Linked DNA regions of Mus musculus: regions 2, 3, 4 and 5 are each linked to region 1. The links are chromatin contacts, called in public HiCAR-type and promoter capture Hi-C maps. All regions are on one chromosome and are shown on one strand. Each heading gives the region's core, a stretch centred on a gene start, on an enhancer-like site or on the middle of the called end of the contact. The rest is flanking DNA. Distances are from core to core; before and after follow the strand shown.

The links. Promoter capture Hi-C pulls out the DNA fragments that hold promoters and counts their contacts. HiCAR-type assays count read pairs that join an accessible place to other places.
Region 2: a promoter capture Hi-C map of embryonic stem cells shows a contact between it and region 1, with 5 times the contacts expected there. The contact joins the promoter of Cdkl4 here to the promoter of Cox7a2l in region 1. A contact is called at or near these places in 4 of 39 promoter capture datasets (cranial neural crest, embryonic stem cells, hippocampal neurons and 1 more).
Region 3: a contact with region 1 is called in a promoter capture Hi-C map of liver, with 3 times the contacts expected there. The contact joins the enhancer-like site here to the promoter of Cox7a2l in region 1. A contact is called at or near these places in 4 of 39 promoter capture datasets (embryonic stem cells, hippocampal neurons and liver) and 2 of 115 datasets of contacts at active chromatin or transcription factors (both in embryonic stem cells).
Region 4: a contact with region 1 is called in a HiCAR-type map of astrocytes, with 7 times the contacts expected there. The contact joins the promoter of Map4k3 here to the promoter of Cox7a2l in region 1. A contact is called at or near these places in 5 of 39 promoter capture datasets (embryonic stem cells, hippocampal neurons, liver and 1 more), 3 of 115 datasets of contacts at active chromatin or transcription factors (astrocytes and embryonic stem cells) and 1 of 9 other capture datasets (adipose tissue).
Region 5: a contact with region 1 is called in a promoter capture Hi-C map of hippocampal neurons, with 7 times the contacts expected there. The contact joins the promoter of Tmem178 here to the promoter of Cox7a2l in region 1. A contact is called at or near these places in 1 of 39 promoter capture datasets (hippocampal neurons) and 1 of 115 datasets of contacts at active chromatin or transcription factors (embryonic forebrain).

Annotation. Positions count from the first base shown.
Region 1 is chr17:83,512,530-83,515,952 of GRCm38.p6, reverse strand. Cox7a2l (cytochrome c oxidase subunit 7A2 like) reads left to right here and starts at 1,620. Exons shown (of 3, transcript NM_009187.3): 1 at 1,620-1,749. The coding sequence starts at 1,678.
Region 2 is chr17:80,575,587-80,579,009 of GRCm38.p6, reverse strand. Cdkl4 (cyclin-dependent kinase-like 4) reads left to right here and starts at 1,526. Exons shown (of 10, transcript NM_001360143.1): 1 at 1,526-1,678.
Region 3 is chr17:80,657,938-80,661,360 of GRCm38.p6, reverse strand. All of the region lies in intron 3 of Map4k3 (mitogen-activated protein kinase kinase kinase kinase 3), which reads left to right. Among named protein-coding and RNA genes, the nearest start is that of Map4k3, 68 kb to the left of the region's middle. Within about 2 kb of position 1,615, at least 7 of the 459 cell types and tissues checked have an H3K27ac peak or open chromatin away from gene starts, as enhancers often do. A contact at or near this core is called in liver, where this site is marked.
Region 4 is chr17:80,726,521-80,729,943 of GRCm38.p6, reverse strand. Map4k3 (mitogen-activated protein kinase kinase kinase kinase 3) reads left to right here and starts at 1,919. Exons shown (of 34, transcript NM_001290345.1): 1 at 1,919-2,150. The coding sequence starts at 2,055. It also overlaps the pseudogene Gm9959.
Region 5 is chr17:80,942,773-80,946,195 of GRCm38.p6, reverse strand. Tmem178 (transmembrane protein 178) reads right to left here and starts at 1,564. Exons shown (of 4, transcript NM_026516.2): 1 at 1,108-1,564. The coding sequence starts at 1,507.

The sequences.
Region 1 (3,423 bases), core at 371-2,870:
CTTGAGTCTTTTCTTCTTATTCTTTAAAGATTTATTTACTTATTATATGTAAGTACACTGTATCTGTCTTCAGATCCTCCAGAAGAGGGTGTCAATCCCATTCTGGACGGTTGTGAGCCACCATGTGGCTGCTGGGATTTGAACTCAGGACCTTTGGAAGAGCAGTCAGTGCTCTTAAAACCGCTGAGCTCTCTCTCCAGCCCTGGATTTATATCTATTTATCTGTACTCTTGAGCCTGGTGCCTGACTCTGCCACTAATTGCTGTCCTCAGCAAGTCGCTCCGTTCTTCTGTGCTGTAAAATAGAGATGGTCATAGTACCAATTCTCGGGTTGTGGGGGTTCAATGCATTTAGAGAAAATACTATGTTAAGCTTGGCATCATCAGCTATTCATTACCAACTTACATTTAAAATATAGTATGCATAAATCTATAATGTGTGTGCAAAAACCTCTGGTTAAATGATAGGACTAAAAACTTGTTCCTGGAGGTTAGGAAGCCGGCACACTCTGTTTATGCAGTATTCGACTCAGAGTGGAAGCTTAAGTCACACTGCATGGTGCGGCAGAGTATAACCATAACCAGGAAGCTGTAACTGCGCATCATTCAAGCAGAAGGTAGAGATTTCACAAGTGTTCCCAGTCACCTCCCCTGCATACGTTTATCTCAAAGAACAGGGCCTAGGAAGAGATGAGCAACCAAATGAATGCTGACAAAATCTCACTCTCAAAAGCGCAAGATGCACACACAGGTGCTTTAAGTTTACGTCTACACAAAGCCTATAGATTCTTCCCTCTTCTTCTCCCCTCTCTCTCTTTCCTTCTCCCCTCTTTCCTTCCCTCTTCTTCCCTCTTTTCTCCCTTCCCTCTCTTTCCTTTCTTCCCTCTCTCCCCTTCCTCTTTCTTTTCTCTCCTCCTTCCCTCTTTTCTTCCCTCTTTCCTCTCTCTCCCTCACCTCTTTTTCCTCTTCCCCTCTACCCCTTCTTTCCTTTCTTCCTCTCACCATCTCCCTCCTTGATCTCTCTTCTCTTTTCTCCCCTTTCCTCTTCTCTCTCCTATCTCCTTCTCTCCCACTCTCTTTCCTTTCCTGTCACTTTTCCCGGCATTGAGACAGGATTTTGCTTACAGGCGATGCACTCACGGCTCCAAAGAGCTGTTCTTGTCATAACTGAGGTGAAATTCCTAACAACCCTTGGTACATTAAGACCCCTCAACAGATACTAATAACCCTGAAATGGGGCGGGACCTGGGCCTGACGAGACCCCACCCACGTCCTGGGCCCGCCCCCGCTCTAGGCCCCGCCCAGAACTCGCTCTGACCGACTGTGTCGCTCTCAGCCGCCCTCTTTGTCCACAGGACGCTTGCGCACCTGTCAAGGCGCCTTGGCACTGCCCACATCCAAGTGAGTGGTACAGAGAAGCCTGAGTTTTCGGGAAGCCTGAACACAGCCTCTTTCCATGTCTTTTAGAGTTTGTTTTCGTTTCTAGGTCTTGAGAAAGCGCGGTTTTTTCCCCCCGACGTTGCGTAGGAGGCTATGTTTTAAGTCAGGCGTTCTCTAGACAGTCCGCATTTTGGATTAAGGTCCTTGCGCTGAGCTTTGGGCGGGCCTAAGGGGAAGCCGGGTCCTTTTCTAGGGCGGTCGCACAGGCAGCGGCGGTGCGAAGCGGGCCTCCGCCAACATGTACTACAAGTTTAGCAGTTTCACGCAGAAGTTGGCTGGAGCTTGGGCTTCGGAAGCCTACACCCCGCAGGTACACTTTTGCCGCGTCGCCTTGGGCCGGAGAACAGCAGCCCGAGGCAGGCAGTTGCGAGGTTCGAGCCGTGAAGGGTTTCTGCCGGCCGACCGGTCCGGCTTGCTGGTGTCCCCTGGTGTCCTTAACCACGCAGGCTTGGAGCGGTCGCCGAGGTTTCTGGGTGTGTGCTGCACCCTAGGCGAGGTTTGCATGGCACTGAACTCAGGTCTGATACCTTGCGGGGGTCAAGGTGACCCCTGGGGTGGTTGCTTGTTTAAGGTGGATTTCCCGTAGAATCTGTGAAGGATTGCAGAAGGTGACATAACTGTGTTTGGGTTTCTGCTCTCTCTGGTTGAGGTGGCCTTTGTGACTTCCTCTTGTTACTGGCCCTGTCACAGCCCAGAAAGCAGCTTTACCCAGCTACCAAATGGAAGACTGGGAGGGCGGATTTGAGAAGCTCGCTCATAAGGCATGGGAATATATATATGTGTATACATACATACATACATACATACTGGGGAAAGCATCGGAAGTGACACCCAACGAGGTTTATGCTTTTGCTAGTTTTAAAGTGGCAGACGGTGACCGTTGACTACTGGGCAATCTGACATTATCCAGGTTCCAGTTAGATCCTATCAATGGCGTTCCCATCTCCAATCTCAGTGTTGTGAAAATGTGGTATTTTAGAGTTCCACTTAATACTGGGTTAGTACTGAATTTAGCAGCCTTAATCTAGTGACCTTGACTGCCCCTTCTAATTCGGGGCAGCATTAACTTGGGTTAAATGTGATGTGTCGAGTGAGCAGATTTTCTGGCAGATGGTTGGTGCTGGATAAATGCTATATATTCTCCTGAACTGAATCACTGCTCAGCATAGTTCGAGAAGCCTTGGTGGGACACGAAGCTGAAAAACCTTGAATAGTAAGTGACCTGTATGGGCTGTAAAAGAGATTGTCATTACTGCCTCTTTTCTACCCCTATGGGACACTCCATCTTAAGGGACAGTGTTTAAGTATGATTTCATTACAAGAGTAGATGTGCTTTCAGGAGAGAGGAGGCCAAGAAGGGTCGTATGGGAGGTTGAGGAGGAAAAGTCTCAAGAGTGTTTAGGTGTTCAGTGTCTAGTGCTGTGTTGTGTCTGGTAGCTGCTGAGGTTTTATGAATGTGGTGCTTAACAGACATGGCTGCTAGTAGGCTCTTTGCTGCTGGAGAGATCATAAAAAGAGAGAGAGAGAGAGACACCATCGTTCTGTTACAGAAATGTGGAAGGAAATGAGGAAAATTCACTCAAAGAACAGTCCAGTGTTAGAGGTGAGCAAGTGTGGTGTCAGTGGAACCCAGTGTAATGAGTTGTAAGGAAAGAACTGCCAGTATGTTGACTGATTTCTTGACAGACGATGTAGGTAAATGGCTGATTGCATTGTATCATCATCTATAGTGTATTTTCAGTGCATAGAGATGGTATGTTACTTTAGGCAAGGTTTGGCATACTTATGCCATGTGACGCACTCCTTTGTTAGTACCCAGACCATAAATTATACCACCTGCAGGAAGGTCTCTCAAACTCGCATTAAAACCCCTGTCTGCCTTCCTGTTTTGACATTTATCAGTTATAAATAGTTCTGCCTGTTTTTGAACCCCTGTAAACCCCACAGAAACTTCACTTTTGAGGTTCCTTCATGTTACAGCGTA
Region 2 (3,423 bases), core at 277-2,776, 2.9 Mb after region 1:
ATAAAAGAACATAAACATACATGTGTGTATGTATATATATATATATATATATATATATACATACACATATATATGCACAGCACACGTAATATGTATAGAGAGAACAAACGGTATCTTGGATATGCTTTGGGGAAAGAGAAACTTACATATAGACAGCTGTAGACATCCTTGGTAGAAGAAAAGGAACTTGATATGCAGGGATGGGCTGACGGGTGATGCTATAGTTGAAATGCAAAAATGCCGCATGTTCAAGGAACGGTGATGTTAAATGCAGTAGAGCTTTGAGTGTGTGGACAAGGACCTGGCACAGAACCAAAGTGGGCCGGTGAAGAGTCTCTGTGTAGATGAGTAGCTTGGAGAAATGGGGAGCGAATGGGGAGCATTCACAACTGTGGAGACAGGAGACTCAAGTTCAGAGTCTTGGCTACGTAGCAAGTCCCAGGTCAGCCTAGGCAACATGAGATCCTATCTCACAAAAGGTGGAGAGGAGCCAGTCCTTGTGATCTTTAATCCCAGCACTTGGGAAGCAAAGGCTAGCAAATCCCTGAGTTTGAGGCCAGCCTTTTGTACATAGCAAGTTCAAGGACAACCACCAGGACTGCATAGAGACCTTGTCAGACTGGGGAGACAGTGGATAGAGATCTCCATGCAAGTGGAAAGACTTGAGTTTAAGTCCCTAGAATCCCTGTGAGCTGGATGGACTCCATCTGTAACACCAATGCTCTTGGGGCAAGATGGAGAGACAGGAGAATCTTTCCAAAAGTCACAGGCCAGCCCCCCTGTCATACACAAAAGAGGACAAAGACCCTGTCTCAAGGTGAGAAGCACGCACCACACACACACACACACACACAGAGTCCAGTAAAGATGGAATTAGGCCAACATGTTTGTATGTACATAAAGTGGACTACTGGTGCACCTGATGAGAAATGTTTTCTAGCATACAGGCAGAAATTATATAAAAATGGGTAAATGTGAATTCTGGTCTTGAATGAGTGAGGTAAATGTGCTTCCAGATTTCATTCCGTTTAAAATGTGATCCTTGAGCATATTCCTGAGGAAATGAGGAGGTGAGGTACAGGAGGAAAGGAGACACCTACTAAGAAGGGAAGATCAGACAATACATACATACATACATACATACATACATACATACATAGCATATGGTACGTGTGTGTGTGTGTGCGCGCGTGTGTGTGCGTGCGCGCGCATGCGCGCGCCTTGGAGTTCAGTTTATTCTGTGGGTAACGACTGAAATTAACATGTTTGTTAACATGTTTGTCTCGATGCCACATTCAATGATATCTGCCTTGCTTTCTTCCCCACTGGGTGACAACCCCCCCCACCCCCGCCCTACTCTGAATCTGCCCAGGGTCTCTGGAGCAGCGTCTCGCTGAGTTACAAAAATGGCGTTAATGAGCCACGGCTGACTCTAAACAGCTCAAGGAATAAGGTAAGAGCTATGGGTGATGGATGGAAGGTAACCCTGCCAGGGAACGAATCGAATAGAGAGAGCGAGCAAGTTGTGTGGAAGCTGCGCAGCCTGCGCGTCCTGGTTGCCCTGGAGACACCGCAGAGGCTCGGTCTCTCGGGAGTTCTGTGGTGGCAGCAGACTGCGCGGGCTGGGGCTCCCCGAAGCTGAACACCATTGTGTCACCGTCGCCGGAGGCTGTGCCGTGTAAGTGCAGGTTCCCTGGCGGGGGAAGGCGGAGAGCAGGGTCTGCGGGGCTCGGGAGGGCGGGGGTGAGGGGGCGCACCCGCGGAAGAACGGGCCACCCGTGGTCTCGTGGGCCGTGGGGGTGCCAGAGAGGGACAGGGACGCACCTGTGCATCTAGACACCTCTTGTGGCCTGGACGCAGGGGAAAGTGAAGGCTCAGAGGCTTGGAAATGAAGTGAGTTTTTGCCAAACTTCCAGGTCTTTTTGTCACACGCCTGAAGCGTGGGGACATAAAGAAAATGAGTTGTATAGATTGTGTAAATGACGTGGTGGGCTTAGTTTGTGAGAATCTAACGAGATCGATTTCGTTGACGGGAACACCTTCGTGCACAGGTGTGTGCTTTTAAATTGTAACTCGCAAAGACAAGTCTGAATGATCCGTAGAATCCATTTTCCGATCAAGTTTATTAAACATAATGCATGTTTGGTTTTATTGGAAACAGTTAACTACAAACTGTGGGTGGCATCCTCAGTGAGCTTCCCGGCTCTGAAACTGTCTCTGCCCCTCCACATTTCTAAAGCCAGGGATTGGTGGTGGTTGGTTTTTGGTTTCCTGGGACCTCTTAGGTTAGGGGAGTTCTTTGTCCACCCTTCCTCGCCCTCTGTCTTGATTTTGTTTGCCTTTGTATTCCTTGTACTTCTTCAGCCCCCAGGACTTAGTTTGTGAAACAGTCTTGAAAACTAACCGAGTGTTCTTTTCTCCTGTGTACTTTATTTTGTAAATCATTAATAGTGAGGAAATTCCGTAGCAACTTTCTAAGGAATTTTTTTTTTCCATTTTTTATTAGGTATTTAACTCATTTACATTTCCAATGCTATACCAAAAGTCCCCCATATCCACCCACCCCTAAGGAATTTTAAAATCCCGCTATTACACTTAAACTCAGCCCCTGTCTGTGGGTCTTAAAATCACTGGTGACCCCCAGCCTGCTTTTGTCCTTGGCCTTTGTAGATAGAACTCTATTAACTCAGGGTCAAATACTTATAAATTCTGAAGTTAAGAAGGTACACCACTTGAAGCTAAAGGTGACTGATAACTATGGCAAATATTTTCAACCCACAGCTATATTCATTTAATCTTGCCCAAACACAGTGGTAATAATAATCAACATATTCTTGCAGGTTTTGCTTTTAAAAAGAAAATTAGAAAATGAAAGTATAATAAGGCAATGCAAGCCTGGCGTGATGAATGGTGGTGTGAGGGAGGTGGGGCTGGGGTGGGCACCGTTAGAGTCAGCTGTGGAGAGAAGAGCCTGCCTTTGGGGATTGGACATTTGAGTTGGACTGTGAGAAATGGAGAAGTCTGAAATATGACCCTGAAGGGCCAGACAGCCCAGACGGAGATATAAGCAGAGGAGACGGAAGGTGTCTGGGCTCCGAGAGACAAAGTAGGACAGGTAAACGGGGCAGGGCGGGAAAGATTAAGTATATAGTTCAAAGGCTATTACTGCAGCCTTTAGAGGCTATGATGTACTTTAAAAACAAATTGTACTGGGGACCGAGATGACTCAGTGTCTAAGAGTACTTGCTATTCTTCCAGAGAGCCCGAGTTTGGTTCCCAGCACCCACACTGGGAACTCAACAACCAAGTGTAACTCTGTGTTCTGGGGGATCTAACTCCCTACACTGTCCTCTGTGCAAACGTCACATGCACACTCACACACACACACACACACGCACACCGCACACTGCACATGCACACTCA
Region 3 (3,423 bases), core at 366-2,865, 2.9 Mb after region 1:
GAAGAGTGGAGAAGGCAATAGAGTTCTTTGTGTAGATCCTTCCCTCGCCTGTCCCCAGTGTGAACACAGCCGCACGGTATCAGTGAGATCAGGCCCCGAGCGTCAGACTGATGCCTTGGCACGCCTTCCACTTCATTTGGGTCTCATCGGTTTTCTGCTTGTGTGTTCAGATTGCAAGGGCATTGGGACTTTGGAGAACTCGAGGCTGTACTGAGGGATGCTAGAGTAAACGGATCGCTTTCTAGTCCCTAGGGAGAGCACGCTGGGTGGGACACCTGCCCTTATGCTTTTGAGCATCTATTTAAAAATGAATCAGGATTTCAAATTTGCCTGAGTGAATTAGCCCATATGAAAATATCTAGTGCTCGTTGACCTTTGTAGTTGCACACTGGTGACTTAGGATGAAGTTGAATCACTTTGTGGATGCAGTGGTGCAGGGATTGCTGGACCGAGGCCTCTCCCAGGGGGACGCAGCTGAGTGTGCTCTTCCAGCAGCAGGACCACACTTTTGTTTTCCTGTGTTTGTGAACAATGTATAAACCACACAAAGCTTATTGTTGTTAAATCTGTGGGATGTGGGAAGATGAAAAAATATGTTTTAGGAATAAGACTTTGAGATCAATGTAACAGTTGTTAGAACATTGTTTCCCTATAAATTCTTATAAACATCAGCCTGGAGATTAAAATAGTGGCACACATTTACTTTTATTTTTTTTATATTTATTTATTTATTTTTGAGTAAGGAAATTTTACAAAATAAGAGAAGGCTTCTAAACATTTATTGAGGCAGGACATCAATACTGGATCATTTAACATTGATCTTGTGGTTACTTTTATTTTAATTTAGATGCCTAGCCACAAAGACCCATATAATTTGTTGACCTGAGTCAAATGGGCCCATTGGCTCAGCCCCAGTCCTGTTGAACAGATGGTTCAGCGGTGACCTGCTGCACTGAGAGTTATCATCACAATGGAGACATTTGCGAGCAGATGGAGTCATTTTTCTAAGACATTCTGACTATTCAAGCTTTATTTATTTTTATAATAATGGATTTTAACCAAATGGAGTGTTATAAATGTTAAGCATTTTTAGCATCTTTAAGTAGTATCAGCATATATGGTCCATATTTTTTCTTTGCCTGTATAAACTAGAAAGTCACTGCATAAAGTAAATTAACACTGTATTTAAGTAAGATGAAACAGAGAATGTGGTCTTTTAAGTGGAAGACAGTGGCAGTGAATTGGAAAGACAGCAGACAACTGGTCTCCAGTTCATTTCTCTGCTGTGGAGAATTGTTTTCATACTGGATAGGGCAGGAAAAGCATTACTGCAATGGAGCTGCAGCATATGACAGGTGAGTAGGTGGTTACAAGGCAGCTCGACGCCTTCAGTGAATCTAAGCTTTAGATTTACGTAAGCTCACCCTGAACATTGGGCAGACGTGATTGTCATCCACTGTCCGTAGATGTCCTTTCTCAAATAGAGGGGACATTGAAGATGAGAGATAATCAATGATTAACTTACAAAAGGGAGAAAGACGACTTCTAAAAACTACAGTCAAATCAAATGTCAGCTTTTTCCTCAGCAAACGTCATGAATAAATTATTGATTGTGTCATCAGTGAGCACTTAAAAGTGGCAGCCAACCTGGCCTTTGTGGAAAGCAAAGCCAAATCAGCCCTTCTCGTTGGGATGTTTTTATTCTTACAAAAGAAAAGGTAATGACTTCACATTTTAAAGTTTACATTGAGTTCTTGGAATAATTTAAAGTGATTTAAATGACTGTAAGTTATAATATAAGTGAAGATCAGCCTGCAGATAGAGACATCTTTGTTAGATATTGATCCAACAAAGAATTGATAATCAGAATATATCTGGAACTCCAGGAATGGCAGGATAACGCAGTTGGCTTGCAATCACAATGACTCCAGCCCTTGAGACGGACAAAAAATACCAGGCCTGTTAGCTAACTTATAATTTCAGCGATAAGGATTCAGAGGCAGGAGAATCGCTGGGGCTTTCTAGTCTAATTGGAAGCTCAAGGTCAATGAGAGACCCTGTCTCAAAAGACGTTGACCTTATCCCCAAGGCTTGCACCCATGTTTGTCCTCTGGTCTTCACATACTTGTTCAACGTACCTGCATTAATAAAGGAAATGGAATATGGTGTTTCATTGACGCAGATAGGTGTTGGGTTCCATGGAGAATTTAAAACATGTTAGTGTAGTGACTTCTAGTTGGAAGTGCTCCTCTCACTTTTTTTAATTTTTAAATCTTATTTTATTATTTAACATGCTTGAGTGTTTTGCCTGTATGTATGTATGTATGTGTACCACATAGGTGTCCAATGCCCTCAGAGGTCATAGATCCCCTGGGGCTGGAATTATAGACAGTTGTGACCTGATACATGGGTGCTGGGAATTGAACCTATGCTCTCAATTAGGAACAAGCGCTTTTAACCATTGAGCCAGTTGCCTTCTGCATTTTGAATAAGAGCATAGTCAACTATGCTCTTAAAACATGGCTACTGAGCAGCAGTTGATATTTCTGTGGGTATATATATTTATTGATATGTACTGTATCAGAAACAACAGAAGGAATATATACATTAGCCATGGTGCTAGTCTACCCATTTCATTCATAAGGCACAAGGGTAAACTGTCAGTCTTAAGTGGTTTCTGATCTCTTTGGGGCTTTACTTTCTTACTATCAGCCTATCTGATGTTTCCATCCTGGCAGCTCATGAGGTTGCTGTATGCCACATGGTCTATCGTACATAACCAAGCCAATGCTTAGGTCTGCCTAACCCACCCACCCCTGCTGGTATGTTTACTGGTGCATAGCGAGCCAGAAACTCCTTAGCCCAGCCTAGGGAATAAAAGATCTCGTGGGGCTTGCTTGGGCATGGCTAGAATGACCCTACCCCCAGAGTTGGTGACAGGTGGCCAGGTGCTTACATAATGCACTCTGAGAGAAAACTGTTCCCTGGAGTGTTACAGTTCAGTAAGACAGGTACCCTCAGACGATCTTTGGTGAAATAACTCATCACTTTATTCCCTGTGGACAAGAACCTTATAAACATTTTTGGGGTGGGGTGGGATCTAGTAGATCTTCCCATTGGCTCAGCCTGAGAAGTTAGGAACCCCCATTTGCATGGGGAAGGACTTGAGATGTTGTCTCTACATGACTGATTGTCATGGTCCTCCTAGTGGGGTGTTGTGGTCACAAGCTCCAGGATAGAAACCTGACTGGGAGCTAGTTCAGACTCTTGCCGTTCTTAATTATGAGTTTTATTGGGGTTCTGAGCTTTTGGTACAGCTTTACCAGTTTTGCCTGGTGGCAGGGTCTGCTGCCCCACACACCACCATATTTGACTCCCTATTCACACCGACAGCTTTGCTTTATAATGCACTGTTCATGTAGC
Region 4 (3,423 bases), core at 670-3,169, 2.8 Mb after region 1:
TTATTCAAAGCAAGTGTCTGATCATGAGTATTAACTTGTAGGGAAGTAGAGGCCAGGTAGATTGGGGGAAGGGTAAGAGAGCACTGTATTTACCAGTATGGGTAGATCCCCAAAGGAACAAATTATTTTCATTCCTTGTGAGCAGTTAATTACAAAAGACCTTTTTATTTATGGCCTAACCCATGTGGCAAATCGAGCCCTTACAAGAAAATCTGTCTCTCTGGGGAAAAAAAAAAAGGAGAAGAAGTAGTTAAGCCTTGCCAAAATGGAACAAACAAAACTTGAAAGCCTGTTCCAACCCCACTGAAATGTCTTTTCCCTTTGAAAGAAGCCTATTAGTGATGCAAACACTCGGTTATCTGCAGAGATGATAATCCCAGCAAACAAAACAGTGAAACCATTAGAACTTTCTGGTGCAAGCCGAATGGCTTTCAGTCCTGGAAACTTGGCTTTTTTTTTTTTTTTTTTTTTTTAAAGCACAAAAGGGCAGAGAAAGCAAGCAGAGCAGGTCCTGCTTTGAGAGACTTCCATTTCCTTATCTGAATCCAGAATTATCTGCCTGTTTAGCCTAAAGAAGACAAACAGTTCTCCGCCCACAGCACAGGCAGAAGGCAGGCCTGCTCCTCAGCCCCTGCAAGTGCCTTCCACCGGGAGGAAGCGGGGAAAACCATGCCTCGTCCCGAGGAGCTCAGGATAGCACAGCCTTAAGGTTTATCCTCAATTAATCCTGTGACGTGCACTCCTGGGGCAGAATTGCAACCCTGTCACAATCTGATGCTTTGGGATAACTAAAGTGCTTGGATGACTCCACGTATGGTTTGGAGCACACAATTTGGGAATTTAGTCAATAGGTAAGTTTACTGTAAGTAACATGATAGAAAGGTTTTAAGGTTTGATGAGACCAAGTTTCTGAGAAGGAATTGGACATTAAGGCACATTAGTCTTTAGGTCCCTAAAGAGATTAGAAAAGCATTTTTAAAGCAAAATATCCAACAGAGCGCCAGAGTGGACCTCGCTACAGCTTTTGGAAATGGGTAGTAGTTAAGTTTACTAAGAACTCAACATTGACCCTTCCACTGCCTAAGTCCTTTCTTAGCTAACTTTTAGCAGTCTGGACGTAATGCTGGTTATCTGGATCTTATGCTGGGTGGAGCTCTGGGCAGGTAATGTCGCGGCTACGTAGCTTCCGGATGGTCACGTGTTTACATTTCAGGTGTGGGAATAGATCCCTGTCCAGGCCACACCCTCTGCAACCACCCTCGTCTCAGGGTTGTCAGACAGCTTGCGTAGTCCCCGCCCCGGGCTTTGAAAAATCCAGCCTTCTCCCTGGACAGAGGTCAATCACGGCTTTGGTTCTGCACTGCTTCCCGCCCACTCCCTCCACGGATTTCTCCCCGCCCCTTGTTCTCTCTGCACCCCTGTCAAGCCAACCCCAAGAGCCCAAGTGTCACTGTCCCCCGAGGGTCTTTCTCACCTTTCTGATGGGGACCTCCTCCCCTAAACCTAGAAGAAAGGGTCGGGGCTCTCGGATGTACTTGCTCTTAGAAAGTTGGGGAATACCGTCTTGTGCGTGGCAACTACTACCTGCTGGGGCTGGGGCTGGGACCACAAGCAGCGAGTCCAACTTTGTTACCCGGAGTCTGGCGCGTCCGGCGTGTCCCGACCGGGCGCGCGAGCCGGGGGCGCGCAGGGCCCGCCGGGAGCGCGCGGCCTCCGGGATGGCGGCTGCGCAGTGGCGAGCGGGGCCGGGAACCGGAGGGAGGGCGTGCGGGCGGGCGGAGCGGAGCGGCGGGCGGAAGCCATGTTGGAACTGCACCCCGAGCGAGGGGCTGCGGGCGCGCTCCTCTCCTGGTGGGTGTGACCCGGCTCGGCGCGGCGGCGGGGGGCGGGGACGCCGGGCGGCTCGTCGTGGTCGGCGGCGGCCGCGGCGTGCAGCCGGGCGATTGTGACCGGCGGCGGAGCCGGGCCGGCCGCGGGCGCTCCCTCCGTGCGGCCCCCGTGAGCGCCCCCCCTCCCCGGGCCGGGAGGGAGGTGGGGGGCACCCGGGGCCCGCCATGAACCCGGGCTTCGATCTGTCCCGCCGGAACCCGCAGGAGGACTTCGAGCTGATCCAGCGCATCGGCAGCGGCACCTACGGCGACGTCTACAAGGTGAGGGCAGGGGCGGCCGAGCCGGGGCCTGCGCCGCGGGGGACGGAACAAAGAGGCAGGCGTGGGGACCTCAGCCCTCGGCGTCCTCGCCGGAGCTGTGCCCGGGACGCGCGGGTCTCTGACCCTCCCAGGCTCTCCTGCGTGCAGTCCCGGGAAGGGCTGCGGCCGGAGCCGCTGCGTTCCTGGGAGGGCGGAGCGGGGCTGGGCGCTTGTTGCCTGGGCAGGGTCTGTGTGACGAACCCCGGTGCTGGGGCTTGGCGCTTGACAAACCTACGTGCCTCTCCGGGACCTGGGATCATAGGCCCCGGTGGCTGGGAGCTACTGTCCGCCCGGGCCTGCTGGATCTGTCCTAACGCTGGGCAGCCTCCATCGACAGCTTAGCCTTTAGCCTCTTAACATCTGCCCGTGCTTTAGCCTTTAGCCTCTTAACATCTGCTTGTCAGTTCCTTGTAATTTTCCAAGTAGTCATGTTTTGTAAAAAGAGATGGGTTTTTGGAGGCAAGACAGCAACTTCGAGGTTTTTTTTTTTTCCTCCAAAAAGAATTGGATAATGGGGTTTGTTTTTGTCAGTGACACATAGGAATCAGATATTTTTCCTTTTCTTTTTCTTTCTTGTGTGTGTGTGAGAGTCGAGTATCTAGGAAGAGTATTGGTTTGACAAGGTTAGAATTCAGAGCTCCTTAGCAGGACAGCGTTTCTGTTGCAGAGGGATCGCTTCTAAATGTGGGAGGATAAATCGTTCTTCCCTGGCCAGTAAAACTCTTGGCCTCGCGGAGTCTGCCAAGAAGGGAGGCGGATAGTGCCAAAGGTGGCAGCAGTCTTGATTTAGTTGCCTATCTACTTACATGGTAACTGAAGTTGGGCTCCTGTTTTCCAGAACACCTGAGGATGCCCAGAGTATGACTTGGAAAGTTTAGTTTTCACTTTATTTTTGCCCACGCTAAAGCAATGGGCTTTTTATTCTTGCCTCAATGGAACGCATAAGGTAAGTTAGCCAATACCTCAGGTCTTTTGTGAGTGATCTGCTTGGCTTTTGTGAATGATCACATAGCACCACACTTTCCTCTGTTGACAAAGGTGTGTGGAGCATAACTCCAGTGTATAACTTAGCAGCCACGTGTTGATGAACTAAAGACAGGAATGGACCCAGATTTATTTGAAGTCTTTTTTTTTTTTTTTCCTGGACAAGAACAGCATTAAACAGCAGAGTTTCACTTCATTCCAGTCGTATTCTGTGTAGAGAGGACGTCAAGGGTCTGGCAAAGGTTGCTAG
Region 5 (3,423 bases), core at 315-2,814, 2.6 Mb after region 1:
CTCGGTAGTTCCATGGCAGGCTGTAATTCAATTTACATCTGTTCACTTGCTTCTAAATATTTTCAAATGGACTGACCTCGTACTTCCTTTTGGGAACAGTGAGTCCAAGGAAAAGAAGTTTATTTATTTGTTTTTCTCTCAGGGGACAAAAAATTCTACTAAGGTTTGATCTTTAGAAGTTAAAGGAATCACCACAAGAGAGGATTACAAAGAAAATATTCAAACTACCTGATTCCATACATAAGATAGGTGTTGCATAGATTCCAGAAGAGCAAAATGATGCTGTACCAACGCAAAGCCCAATAACAAAACAATAAAGACAACCTACAAAGTGTCACAACCATAAGAGCGTGGCAGGTAGAATCTCTGAGCGCAAGTCTACTTTCAAGGACTTGGCCCTTGGCTCTCCTCAGCTGCTTCCTAGACCCTGAGGAGGGTGGTCATCTGGAAGGTTGAATAATGAGTAAAGCCGGTGTCTTAGATCCCTTTAGCTGCCTTTACTAGTGAATTAGGGAATACGAAGTCCAATTCAAACAGATCCTGAACTTGGAGTGTTTGGAGGACAGACCTTCGCTCCCCATTCCAGGCTGGAATGCCACCTCGATTTAATGGTATACCAGCGAGCTCAATCCATGAGAAAGCCCTCTTTCCTTGTTCTGAGGTTTACACCTTGTCTCTTCCAAAGGGCACGTCTCAAAGGAAAATGCAAGTTGAGGAAAGGAACCCAGTTGAGAAAGATCAGTCTTTGTGGCTGTCACCCTCCCTGGGAACACTGTCAAGAAAATCCATATCTACACCCCGAGTCAGCCAGGCACAGACAGAGAAGGACCAGAGGAGAGAGTCTTAGGGAAGATAAAGAGACAGTGTGAGGGGTAAAACGGAGTCCAGGAAAATGGTAAAAGAAGGGTAGGATGAAGGAGCAAGGAAAGGGAGAAAGAAGAGTAGCTGGGGAAGGAAAGCAGGGAAGCAATCTGGAAGGGTGAAAAATGCGCGGGGCAACGGAGCGCAGCGACTGGAGAGGCGACCGCGGGGACCCGCGCGCCCCTGGGATGCCCGGGCTGAGCTCCGCGCGCGGACGTAGAGACGCGGGGCGCGCCCGCCGCTCACCTTTCAGGATGAGGGTGTCGATGTCCCGGTCGATGCCCAGAAAGTAGCACTTCCTCCAGAGGCCCGAGTAGGTGGCGAACAGTGGCCGGCCACACTCAGCGTCCAACCCGCCAAGCCCCAGAAGCGAGCGCCAGGACTCAGGGTCTGAGCGCCCGGGGCCGCCGGGGAGCAGCCGGCGCCCCAGGGGAGGCGAGTCCCGCAGCGGCAGGTGCGACAGCGGCATCAGGCGGTTCTTCTGATCCGGGGGGTCGGCGCCCGCGCGGCTGCGCTCGCAGCTCTCCTTGTGGCGCCGGGGGTCGGTCTCGTACCAGTGGTCGGTGAAGATGGCCGTGACGAGCAGCCCCAGGGAGCAAAGGCTGAGGCCGAGGCTTAGCGCCGTGACGAGCGCCCGTGGCTCCATGGCTTCCCGGCCAGCAGCCGCCGCCGGTGGGCTCGCCGCCGCCGCCAGACACAATGCACTTGGCCTCGGCGCTCCGCCGAGCGCCCTCCCTCCCTGCCACCTGCCCCGCACTCTCCCTCCCACGGCCGCCCGCCCGCCTCTCTCCCCCGCGGGAGCCTCCTCCCGCCCGGCCCCGCGCCCTCCCGCGCTCTCACTTTCCCGCGGCCCTCCCCCTAAGCCGGCTCCCCGCACTCCACAACCCACCCACCCGCTACCCCGGCCGATCACGCCCCTCGTCCCTCTCCCTGCTTCCAGCTCCCGCGGTCAGCCCCCTCTCTCCAGCCCCCTCTCCCTGCCTTCACCTCTGCTCTCCATCCTCCCTTTGCTCTCTATCCTCCTTTCTCCTCTTAACCCCGTCCCTACTTTCCCTTTACTTTTCTTCAACTCTTCCAGACGCTCTTTCCCCACTCGGGAGGGCCTTTGTGTCCCTGGCTCCTTCTGCCTTTATATACCTGCCTTGGATTCCAACCCTCTCTGCACCTACCCCTGCACACACCACCTCCGATCCTCTGTCCCTCCCACGACCTTACAAGACATCCACCAACATCAGGCTGGATCTTTGTCTCTTGTCCAAGTTGATTTTGATCACTGTCTCTGTTTTGCTCCCAGGAGCAAATCCCATCCTTGAACGCGTGTGGTTTTGACTCTTTAGACTCTTGATCTAGAGCAGCCAGCCTCTTTTCTAGACTTCCGAAGGATCCAATCTCAGAGACCTTGGCAGCTAGCTCAATAGCCCTGCTTCCCTCTCTCGGGCTCCTGGCAGCCTGGAACCCTTCTCTCTGCTCCAGCCCTGCTTCTGCAAGAAGATGCCCAGTGTCCCTGGAGCCACAGAACCACAGTCAGAGATAATAGCCGCCCACTTCATTCCTGCCTGTTCTGAGATGGACTTCTTTTTCTTGGGCTATCTCTACGCCTGAGTGACTGACCGTCTCCTGGATCAATACGGCCTTGCAGTGGCACCTGCTCTGCCAAGTGATTATTGCCTTTGAATAAAGCAAGCCCACCAGTGATAAATCAAAGTAATGATTTTCTCCTGTACTAGTTTTTTTTTTTCCTGGTGGTCATCGAGGGTCAACAACAAACCAGTGCTCTACACCGGTCAACATCTGAGGCTTTCTGCTTTTCCAGGGCTTTTCTGGAGTCACAGATGTTCACTCTAAAAATGGCAGGCAGGATCTTTCTAAAAGAGGAATCCTTGGGACCAAAGTACAGAGTGAATGATGCGCATGTATATTCTGCATGGCAAGGTGCCATACCCTGGTCCCACCTACACCCTTGGGGCCATGTCAGAGGCAGAAAACCATGCTGTACCAGTCCAGGACGGCTATCCTTATGCTCTGACACTATGAAATATTAATGACTGAAGAGATTATGAGGCATTCATTAGATGCTAAATGTCATTACTCCGTGCTTTAATGGGACTTATTAATTAGTGCCCCACGTCCGTTGGTATAGAGGTGGTTGATCTGCCTCCTATGGAATGGCATCTGTAACGGTGACACGAGATGCTGCTGCGATCCATGTTCATTGCTGCTTGGGCTCCACGTCTTCAGGGATTTTTTTTTTCCTGTGGAAGAGCATGTACCTCTTCTTAGCTGTTCACTTCACAGAAAGATCCCTTAAGCAAATCTTGGTCCTATCAGACCCCCATGCCCGTGTCTGCTGACCTGACAATGTGAATTATTGCTTGGATTTTTCCTCACAGCTTCAGCAAGAACTGTGATGAGCTCTGGGTCTAATTAAGGAAGACAAAGAATTACAATTTTAGTGTTCTTCTCACAATCAGCTTTTCCTTCTCAGGAAGCACTAAACCCGGCAGAGGAAGCGTTTTCAGGATTTACACAGAAATGATGGGACTTAGAAGGTTTCATTTATTT